Linked DNA regions of Lactuca sativa: region 1 is linked to region 2. Evidence: chromatin contacts called from public Hi-C data. All regions are on one chromosome and are shown on one strand. The core of a region is the stretch at or near the end of the contact, and the rest is flanking DNA. Distances in the headings are between cores, read along the strand shown. Region 1 holds the start of LOC111911333 (dof zinc finger protein DOF3.4). Region 2 holds the start of LOC111908121 (nuclear pore complex protein NUP58).

Region 1 (5,491 bases), core at 937-3,436, 760 kb after region 2:
AATAAGGCAAAACATCATAGATGATCCATGTGGTTATGAAATGACAGAAATGTCCTTCACTTAACAGTTAAATGCTAACGGAGTTAGCGAAAATGACCATTTGTTAAAAGTTTTGAAACCACAGGGACCATCTATGAGGTTTTTAAACCACGGGGACTAAACTTCAGACTTTGGGTAACCACAGGGACCATTTATGATGTTTTTGCGTTTATTTCAAAAGTAATTTATCACAATACATTTCTTGGAAAAAATAATACGAAAAAACCAATATATAAATAAAATTTATAAAATATTGCATGACTGTTTTAAATTTATATTTCATAAATAAATATCACTAAATATTCAAATATTCAATATAAATAATTAATTAGTAAATAAATAAATAAATAATTTAAAATAAAATATACATTGATGAGGTAAAAGAAAATAATAATTTAAAGTAAAAGATTAAATATACAAAACATAAAAATATATTGTTGTATATTGAATAGTCAATAAAAAACAAAAAAATATGTGTTTCAATAATATTGAATAATCAATAAAAAGTAATAATAAGCTCTAAAAAATAAACATAAATATTTTACCTGAAAACTTTTAACCTAACAGTACCAATATTGTCCACTTTGAAGTTGATAATTCAGGTCTCATAAAATATTCGACTGGAATTAAGATGTATATATTTGTCTGTTAAAAAAATGTTGTAAATAAACTATTTATATTCATTATATTTATTTAAATTAACGATTATAATTTTATATAACTAAAAAAATATATTTTCATTAATAATTTATTTAAAATAATTGATTAATAATTTTAAATTTTAATATAACAATTTTAATTAATTTTATAATCATAGTTCTTACAGATTATAAACTAGTTTAACAACTGTAATTAATTCAATTATTATTATAACTGATTACTTTAATAACTATTAATTTAGTTATTTTGAAAGTTTGAACCAATAGAAGTGTTTTGAAGCTAAAAATATCTTAACGTTATAAAATATTTATATTTTTTTTATTTAATACTATTTATAATAATTTTTATTTTTTGATTAATTAAAATCTATATTATTTTGCACTTCCAATTAAATAAAATATTTTTTATGCTTATAAATAATAAAAAAAAAAAAAAAAAGAAAAACTAATGCTTAACTTTTTAAATAACGTATAATATAATGTTGTTTAATAAAATCTTTCTATCATTTCTTTTAATCCCATATGTATTTTCATTTTATTATTAAAAATATTAAAAAAATATTATCTTGTAATTGAAATAGTTTACACTAATTTGTGGCTGTTAATATATGAAAAATATTGAAATCAAAGCATATATGAAAAATATTTAAATCAAAGCATCTTCAGTAATAATCATATATTATGACTTAAAAGTTATAGTAACTTTATCATTCTATTAATTTTAACTTCTATATTAATTATATCTCTATTGGTTAAGCTAGTTTTTTTTTTTATGTTTAACAAATTTATCACTATCTAAAATATTTTATAAAAGACCTTCATTTAACTAGTCATTTTTAAATACATGCAACACTTTAAATAACTAGAAATATTACAATATTTTATTTCAAAAGTAATTTATCACAATACATTTCTTGGAAAAAATAATATGAAAAAACCAATAAATAAATAAAATTTATAAAAATATTACATAATTGTTTTAAATTTATATTTCATAAAGAAATATCACTAAATATTCAATATAAATAATTAATTAGTAAATAAATAAAAATAAAATAAAATAAAATATAGTTGATGAGGTAAAAGAAAATAATAATTTAAAGATAAAAGATTAAATATACAAAACATAAAAATATATCGTTGTATATTGAATAGTCAATAAAAAACAAAGAAGGATGTGTTTCAATAATATTGAATAATCAATAAAAAAAAAATTAATAATAATCTCTTAAAAATGTAACATTCAGAAATATTTTACCTAAAAACTTTTAACCCAACAGTAACAATATTGTCTACTTTGAAGTTGATAATTCAGGTCTCATCAAATATTGGACTGGAATTAAGATGTATATATTTGCCTGTTAAAAAAAATGTGTAAATAAACTATTTATATGCATCAACACCCCCGCCCCCCCCCCCCCCCCCCCCCCCCCCCCCCCCCCCCCCCGCGGGGATTTTACAATATTAAAGCAAGAACCCTCACATTCTTGATCTCCCTATTTTTTGGCCAAAAGCCATTCAAACGACAAAGGCAACTCTTGTTTCCATTTCTTCTCTCTCCTAATTTTCATCACAAAGAGTACAAGAAATCCAACTTTGTTGTTGTTTTTTTCTCATCACTTTCTTGTTTCTTTCTTTAAATTCATCTTCAAATCGAGAAAGCTAAAGATGATCCAAGAGCTATTTGGTGGAGGTGCTACTGGACTTTTAAATAGAGACAGAGATCTTCCTGTATCTGGAGCCTTCGAACCTTCGCCTTCTCCATCACCCTCTTCTTCCACCACCAACACCGCCACCACCAACGCCCCCACAGCCGCCAACCCCACCACCTCCGACAACCAGAAGTTAAGATGCCCACGATGTGATTCCGCCAACACAAAGTTTTGTTACTACAACAACTACAACCTCACTCAGCCACGCCATTTCTGCAAGACTTGCAGGCGTTACTGGACCAAAGGCGGAGCACTACGTAACGTCCCAATTGGTGGTGGTTGCCGGAAAAACAAAGGCACTACCATAGCAACCACCATCGGAAAACCAATCTCCTCCAACGGAAAACTGAAAGCTGTAGTTTCATCTGAGCTTGGAAAGTCCGGTTTCATCAACGGTTTCGAACATGAATTTACTCACAACCCAATTCTATGGTCTGCTCCTCCACAAACCTCTCATCTTCTTTCACTACTCAGAGCCACACAAAACCCTAACCCTAATTTTGCATCAAATTCCGTAACCCACATCAAAGATCAAGGCTTTATGGTTGGATCACACATGTCTAACCTAGGATTCGAACCTTTAGGTCAAGCATCATCATTAGGACTATGCAGCTCTTTGTGGAGAAACAATCAAGTAAACCAACAAGCTCAACAAAACCACCATGAACAACATCAACAAGGGATGATGAACAGTGGTCATGAAGTTCAAAATACAGAAAACAATCAAGGTCAACGGTATCAACGGTTGAGATCATCATCTCCTGTTAACTACTTCCATCATGATCAAACGACACCTTTGATCTTGGGTAGCAATGTCGCCAACACTTCATCCTCAATATCAACTTCAACGATCTTGGATTCTTCTCCAGTTCTTGCGAGTGGTGAGCTGGGGTTTTGGAATCAAAGCCTTCCATGGTCCGATCTAGCTGCTGCTAATGGTGCATACCCTTAAATCAAGAATATTTTTATTTCATTTTTTTTTTGTTAATTCATAGTTATGATCATAGCTTAGGGTTTGCAGTTACTTCAGTTTCTGGTGATTAATTTGGGGTGTGGTATATGAATATGGTTTGTTATTTAATACGATGTATGTGTGCTTTTAATTAAAGAGTGTTTAATCTGTATCACATACTTTTGCAACTCACTGTTTGTTTAAATGTTCCTCGTCTTTTCAAGCTTAGCAATCCGCGTCCTCTTCACATGCAAAGTGTTTCTTTTACAGAAAAAAAAAAGGAAAAAAAAAATTTACTTTTAATACTCTGATTTGATGACTTTCGATGTGAAAACCTTGGAATTTTTTTTCAAGATTCATAATAATGTATGGCTGGCTAAAAATGAGTTTAACATAATATATATATATATATATATATATATATATATATATATATATATATATATATATATATATATATATATATATATATATATATATATATACTGAGTATTAGTTAAAATTGTGTCTTTCATGCATTTTTAGTTTAAATTGCTTTAGTTTTTTTTAATGAGAGGAGTATATTAAAATAGTATTGGAATCAAAAGAGTGGGCAAAAACACATAGATAAGTGAGCATATCTTCTTGGTTAACTCAACATATTTAGGGCTGATTTGCCTTTTCTGGCTAGTGGAAGAATGATGGAGCAAAACAGAAGATTCTTGAGTTCACTGTTCAAGATATTAAATTAGTTTAAAATTTTGATCCACCTGCAGCTTATAAGAATGACAATTAGGTTAGTTAATTGATTATTAATAGAGGATTTTAATTGATAAAGTTATTGTAAATAAGTTGTGGTAAATTGAACATAAAATGGAAGCGTGTTTAGAAGGGATGTTTGACAAAATTAGTTAGTAGTTAATAATTATAGCTTTTATTATGCATGTTTGCAAAAATAATTAAAAAAAATGTAAGGCATAAAATTCCATAAAATTGACTATATAGTACATGCTATTGATTTTTTAAAAACAGTAACTAAGCTAATTTGTAAAATTTTAGAAGAGTTTTTTTGTTAAAATTAAACTAGTTTTTGGATTATGAGGTTTTTAATTTAGCTAAAAGGTAAAAGTTTTTGTAAAACCTTAAAAGAGTTGTTTTTTTTTGTTAAACACTATTTGAATTAATTTTTGGATTTTGAATTTTTTTTTATTTTAGCGTATGGGTAAAAGTTTTTACTAACAAACAAATTTTTTTTCTTAAAAACTGAATTAGAAGATCCCAAAAATTGTACTCTTACCTTTGTATTTTAGGGTATTCCTTTAATTATTAAATCAATATCTAGAGAAATATGGTTAATTTTTTCTTAAACCCTTTTGAAGGAGATTATCATATTGAAGAATGTTTTTGATGTGACAAAAGTAATACGTGTCATATTATATGTTGATCATGCTCTAAATTTTATTATAATTGAATAAATTAAAGATCCGTTTGCCAAAAAAAAATAAAAGAATTACAACAAATTTTCTTTTTAACCGACCAAAATTTATTATAGAGACAAAGCCAACCAGATGCTAGGATTACAACACTAACTAATCTTGCTTCCTAGTTTCTTGAGATTGGAGATCTAATGACAATTACTAATTACATGCAATTTGCGCCAAGTTTTGTGATGTTCAAACATCTTTAAAATAAAGCCAGTTTACTTGTCCAAGTGTTGGCACATGGCACTAATATTAAGATAGCCTAAAATTCATAACTATAGAATTCATTCTTACGTACGTATTCTAATGAATTACTTGGTAAACATATATCATCCATGACTAGTTGGCATAACTTTCGCCTTCTTACATACTCGTTTTCAATGTTTCTTCAAAGGTATTCGTTACAAAGAAGAAAGATTGATCAAGTTGTTGATTAATGGATATCGACATTTGAATAAAACATATTATCTTTATAAATGACTTGTTTTATAATTACATGGTATATATGTAACGAACTTTTTATGAGATTTTATTCGTAACTTTTAAAAAAATTGAATTAAAAATATATTATTCGAAGTATGAATTTAAAGATTTTATTTTAAACAAAACTCATAAATCAATAGTATATTTAGCAAAAATAACCAAAATATGAAAACTAATAGCTCACGG
Region 2 (5,617 bases), core at 1,173-3,672:
AGTTCGCTAAGCATACGCATATTTACGCCCAGCGTACGTAGGGACCTCCTTTGCAAATACGTTTCATTCCAAGGGTTAAAATGGTAAATACCTGCATTCAGAATGTTACAAATCTCCCCCACTTGAATTAGATTTCGTCCCCTAAGTCTGCTCCCTCGAATAATTCTAGATAGTGCTCCCTCATTTCGCCCTCTGGTTCCCACGTCCACTCAAAGCCCTTGCGGTGCTGCCATTACACCTTCACTAGACTCACCTCCTTGTTACGAAGAGTCTTAGTTTTCCTATCTAGAATCGCCAGGGGCTTCTCCACATAATTCAAGCGCTCATCAACCTGACTGTTGTTTAACGAGACCACTGTAGAAGCATCGACTACTCAAACTATGTTTAAGCACCCTTATCACCCACACACCAACATGCAAAGTAAAAGAAGCATCCAAATATTAGAAGATATGCTTCATGTATGTATTTTCGAATTTGATGGAAATTGGGATGACCGGATGAGTATCTCCTGTTAATTGAATTTTCATATAATAATAGTTACAAATCAATTATTAGGATGGATCTGTTTAAGGCATCACATGGAAGAAAATATCAATCCCTATTGTGTAGATACAAAGAGAGAAACGTCTCATCAGGATAAGTTTAATTCATAAGATATTAGAAAAGTTGAAATGATTCGAGAAATGGGTGTTGGTGGCACAAAAAGAGGTTTTTACCTAACTATTGTTAATATTAGGTGGACATTAAGTCCCCAAACCATATTATAACGAAAGTGAAGTGTAAAGAATAAATAGAAGACTTGAGGTGACTATTATATGTTATTGTTGCATACATGAAACATATCTTGAAAGTGTATTATTTGGGGAAATATTAAATTCAATTTGAAAGCTTGTCTAAGCATCATATATGTGTATACACTTAGGATTTACGGGTCACTTTTGGGAATTATCCTATTTTGTGTGTGTGACTATTTCATTTGTGTTGAAGTTTTTTCTTTGTGACAATTTCCTCTATGTGACACTTAAGCTTTAAGTTAAGGATATACTTTGCAAACCCATTCCATGGTCCCATGTGGGATGGTCACACATCTCAAAAATGTTGGACTTATAATCAGAGACTCTAGACAATTGTTAGGTGTGATGCTATTATCTTGTTTGTGCCATTATTCCATCGAAGCCATAATAAAAAGTGACTAGTTTTGAGTGTAGAAAACTTGGGTTAAAATGATATTGAAATTATTTTGTGAGTTTGACTTTAGAGTTGGATTATTTCCATCCATTTATTTTTTGAGTTTGACTTTAGAGTTGGACTATTTCCATCCAATTTCATTCGGAAGTTAAACTACAGGTTATCAACTAGGCTTTTCATGTCTTAGGTTACTATTTTGATGTACACTCAAATTTAGAGATTGAAGCATGTACAAAAGAGATATATTGGATATTCTTAAAATTTTAAGTATGTAGTTGTTCACTTTTGAGTTTTGTTTTGTTATAATTCAACACCCTCGAATATTAAACTTTCAAACCTTTTCATGTTATGTAAATTGTTGGGGAACTAATATAACTCTTTAAAAATGCTTAAATGTTTTTTAAAGACAATTTTTTTCCCTAAACTCATACGATGTGAGTTTCAATGACCTATCCAAAATTTCCTCAAAATTTCTGTGACATTTTAAGAAATGTATGTGAATCCAACAAAATACCAAATGTCAAATAAAAGGCACATTTGGTACATATTTGCAAATAAGAAAAACACATATATACCAAAATATATCTGGTTATGTTATTAATAATGTTAAAAGATAGTCAATTCTTAAGAAGACATTTTCCAATTTGTTCGTTTATGATTATTTCATTTTCTATATATCAAACTAAATCAATTATTTTTATAACTTAACACAAGGACAAATATAGAAAAATACAATCATTTATAAAAACTCTTACATATTGTTTTTATTCAGAAAACTTATATTTTCATTTACCTTTCACATAATTCAAATATACAATTTAATAAAGAAATTACCGGTTGTTTTTGACATTTATTTTTTTCATTTTCGTGTTAACATGAAAACAAAAATAAGTGACTTTGCCTCTTATATAAGGTAAAACATGATAAATAAATCATTTAATGAACGATCATTTATTCAAGCAAAAATAACTGACATTGTTTAAATTTTTTCCTTGCCAACTTAAAAAGAATAATGTTATGTCACAAAATAACAAGTAACCTCTAAAAAAAAACCTATATTTAAATAAATCTTAAAAATAAGGGAAAATATAAGAGTTTTAATACATATAAACAAAATATGAAAGATTTGTTAAATATTGATGGATAAATGGTTACTCAAATGATAAATCCACTAACTTGTAAGTGGGCCGTTTCCAATGGACTAAGTTAAGTTAAGTCCATCATGAAGCGCAAATTACTTTTCTCCCTCAAGTTTCCCTCTCATCGTCTGATAAATCTAGGGTTTTAAAGCAATGGGTTTTTGAAAATTTCCGATCTTTCTTCGCCCCAATTCTGTCAAAATCATCAGCCAAACACATCACAGCAGTTGAATCTCTGTTACAGGTAGCAATGGCGTTTTCATTCACGCCACAACAACAACAACCTTCACTATTTCAACCCCAACAACAACAACAGCAATCGCCGTTTCAACCGAGTGGCGGCATCCCCTTCTTTCAACCACAGCAACAACAGCTTCTGCAACAGCAACAGCAGCAATTGCAGCAGCAACAGAATCAACTTTTTCTGTTTACAAATGAGAAGACTCCGGCTACCTACGGGACTAAATGGTCCGACCTCCATCCCGATTCTCAGAAGTTTCTCCTTCAAATCGAGTAAGATTTATATGCATCCATAACTTGCGTTTTTTCCTTTTTGTTGATTATACAATGAATTTATCAAAATCACATGAAGAATCGATGTTCCTTTATTAGACGTATGTTTCCGTTGCAATTTCAGATGTCAATGAGTCTGATTTTCCGCCTTTAAATAGATCAGGATTCACAACACGTTTGCTAACTAATTGAATTTTCAAAACACAGCTGCAATTAGAATGATATCGGTGTGGGTTTTGCACAAACTTAATGAATTCTGAATTTGAATGTTACTTGTAACAGAGAGAGAATACTGGAGTATAGAGATGAAAGCCAACGTTTGGATCAGTGTGGAAGACTCTATGATTCTTCAGTCTCCAATGATGGCTTTGAGCTTGATGCAAGTCACATTGTTCAGGTACTTTCTTCTTAGTGTAAAAAGTAATGAAAAAAACTTCTTATCGACTTTATTTCAACAGGAACTTGGTGGAATCACTACAGCCATGGATCGACAAAAGCTTCTGTTACAAGAACTCACATCAAATGTCAAAGACATGCTAAGAAACACAGAGATTGCTGTTCGTTCCTTCATGATCCTCCGTTCCAGGTTTCAACACCCAAACAAAGCCACCACCACAACACCACCACAAGCTCCCGGAGCTCCACCAACCACCACCACCACCACCACTCAACCTACAACCTCCGCCATAGTACCTGTATATGATTTCTACACCGGCCTCCCTCGCAAACCCTCCCCATTCTTCCAACAAACAGTTGCCAGATTTGATAAATATCTTCACGAATGCCGCCAGTGGGTGGAGGAATTAGAACAGCTGCTTCTAGAATCTTCCAAGAACAACTCCATGAATTCCAACCCTTCGTTGCTTGAATCTCTTCCAAAAGTCATGTCAAACGTTCATGACTTCTTTGTGTATGTAGCATCAAAGGTAAATATATAACTAATAAACAAACAATTATGAATTTCATGAATCATGATTTGCTTTATGATTTCATATATTTTTTTTAAGGTGGAGAGTATTCATCAGTATATGGAGTCGATGAAAACCGCATATCTTTCTGATCAACGTGGAAGAGGAGACACAAACGATCCGTTTCTCGAGGCTGACCGGAGAGAAACCGCGAAACGGGCAGCTGCTGCCCGAAGGGTACATCCGACATTACATCTCCCATCTAACTCACAGCCATCTGGCACGTTACTTGCCAGCTCAGCAACACCTGCTGCTGCCACGTCATCTGCTGCTGCTGTTGCTACTCCACCTGTGGGGGCTGCTGCCAATGTGGCGTCTGGTTCAGGGCTGTTTAGTACTCCGTTTGGTGCCACGTCATCGTCTTCTTTGTTTTCAACTCCTGCTCCTTCTGCCCCGTCATCAAATTTGTTTGGATCGAGTGGCGGGACCCCTCAAACATCGATTTTTGGGGCGTTTTCGACTTCGACACCTGCGTTGGGGCCCACATCGACAGGTGGCGGATCCCTGTTTTCTACACCGTTTGCTTCAAATCCCGCAAGTGGAGCCTCCACATTTTCTACACCATTTGGTACAGGTAACCCTTTTTTTTTTTAATAAATTTTAATTTACAAACTTCTAAAAAGTTAGCAAGGACTGAGTTTGTGACCTTTGGTAAACCATAGGGACTATTTATGTAACTTTTGTTAACGTATGTTTCATTGTTTGTTTATTAATTTGTTAAATTTTGGTGTGAATTGAATATAGGGGCAGCAACAGGATCAGGGGCAAGCTTTAATACTCAATCAGTAAGTCAAAGTTTTCGTTGACTGTCTTAAATTGAAGCTTAGTAGATTTGTTTATTACTTGTATGTATTTTAATAGAAATAGATTGAAGTAGGATGCTATAAATATAATAAACAAAATCAATGAAAGTATTTTTTTTATTTTTGTATCTAACGATATTTATTTTTATGGTTGTTACTAATAGTAAAAATTGTCATGTTAATTACAGAAAGCAAGAGGTAAAAGTCGCACAGGAAGGAGGTAATGTCGTTTTTTTTTACCATTTCTTCTCGTTGTTTTTTTGTTTCGTTTTTTTTAGAGCATTTCAACTAATTATTGTAATTTGTACCCGAAAAAAATGTGAAAATTGAAGATCAATGAGATCCATTGTTTTAAATAGTAAACATATATTTTTCCTAATTGCTTCAAGTGTTTAGAATATTTAATTTTGTAGATCATTATAAAGTTCTATAGTTGTGGTTTCTTTTAAAAGATGTACCAATATTTTGCAGATCATTATAACACACAGTTTGAACTAATCAAACCGACATGTCATCATAACCTATTTGTGTCTGGCTAAATACACAAAAATAAAAAGTTTTTGACAATATAATGGTATATGATGAACCCAAAAAAAAAATTAGGGTTAAAAGTAAAACATAACAAAGCTGTATATATAACTGGTTTTATGACATTAACCCAATTTTAATATATCATTTTGATATTAATCATATTTGTTAATGGAAAAAACTTAAAACTGAGGAATATTGAAACCAAATTGAAAAAGACCGAACTGAAAAAGACCGGTCCTAAAAAAACCTAACTGTTTCGAGAACAACCTGAGACTATACACTTCTAATTTCACATCTAAAAGAAAAAATATAGGGAAAACTGCAATAAAGTTCCTACATATTGGCCTCATAATCGATTTAGTCTTTATATATTTTTTTTATTCAATTAAATCCCAAATACCGGTAATCGTATTCAATTTAACCCTTTGACCCGGTCAACAGGTCATCCAACTTTCAAAAATTACATTTTTGGCCT

The links. A called contact is a pair of places that touch in the nucleus more often than the background predicts.
Region 1: a Hi-C map of leaf shows a contact between it and region 2, with 4 times the contacts expected there. The contact joins the promoter of LOC111911333 here to the promoter of LOC111908121 in region 2. A contact is called at or near these places in 2 of 4 Hi-C or Micro-C datasets (leaf and seed).

Annotation. Positions count from the first base shown.
Region 1 is chr4:394,356,414-394,361,904 of Lsat_Salinas_v11, forward strand. LOC111911333 (dof zinc finger protein DOF3.4) reads left to right here and starts at 2,187. Exons shown (of 1, transcript XM_023907132.3): 1 at 2,187-3,537. The coding sequence starts at 2,367. The coding sequence ends at 3,362.
Region 2 is chr4:393,599,627-393,605,243 of Lsat_Salinas_v11, forward strand. It overlaps LOC111908121 (nuclear pore complex protein NUP58), which reads left to right and starts at 2,423. Exons shown (of 6, transcript XM_023903963.3): 1 at 2,423-2,840; 2 at 3,123-3,237; 3 at 3,299-3,766; 4 at 3,848-4,382; 5 at 4,553-4,593; 6 at 4,800-4,990. The coding sequence starts at 2,578. The coding sequence ends at 4,835.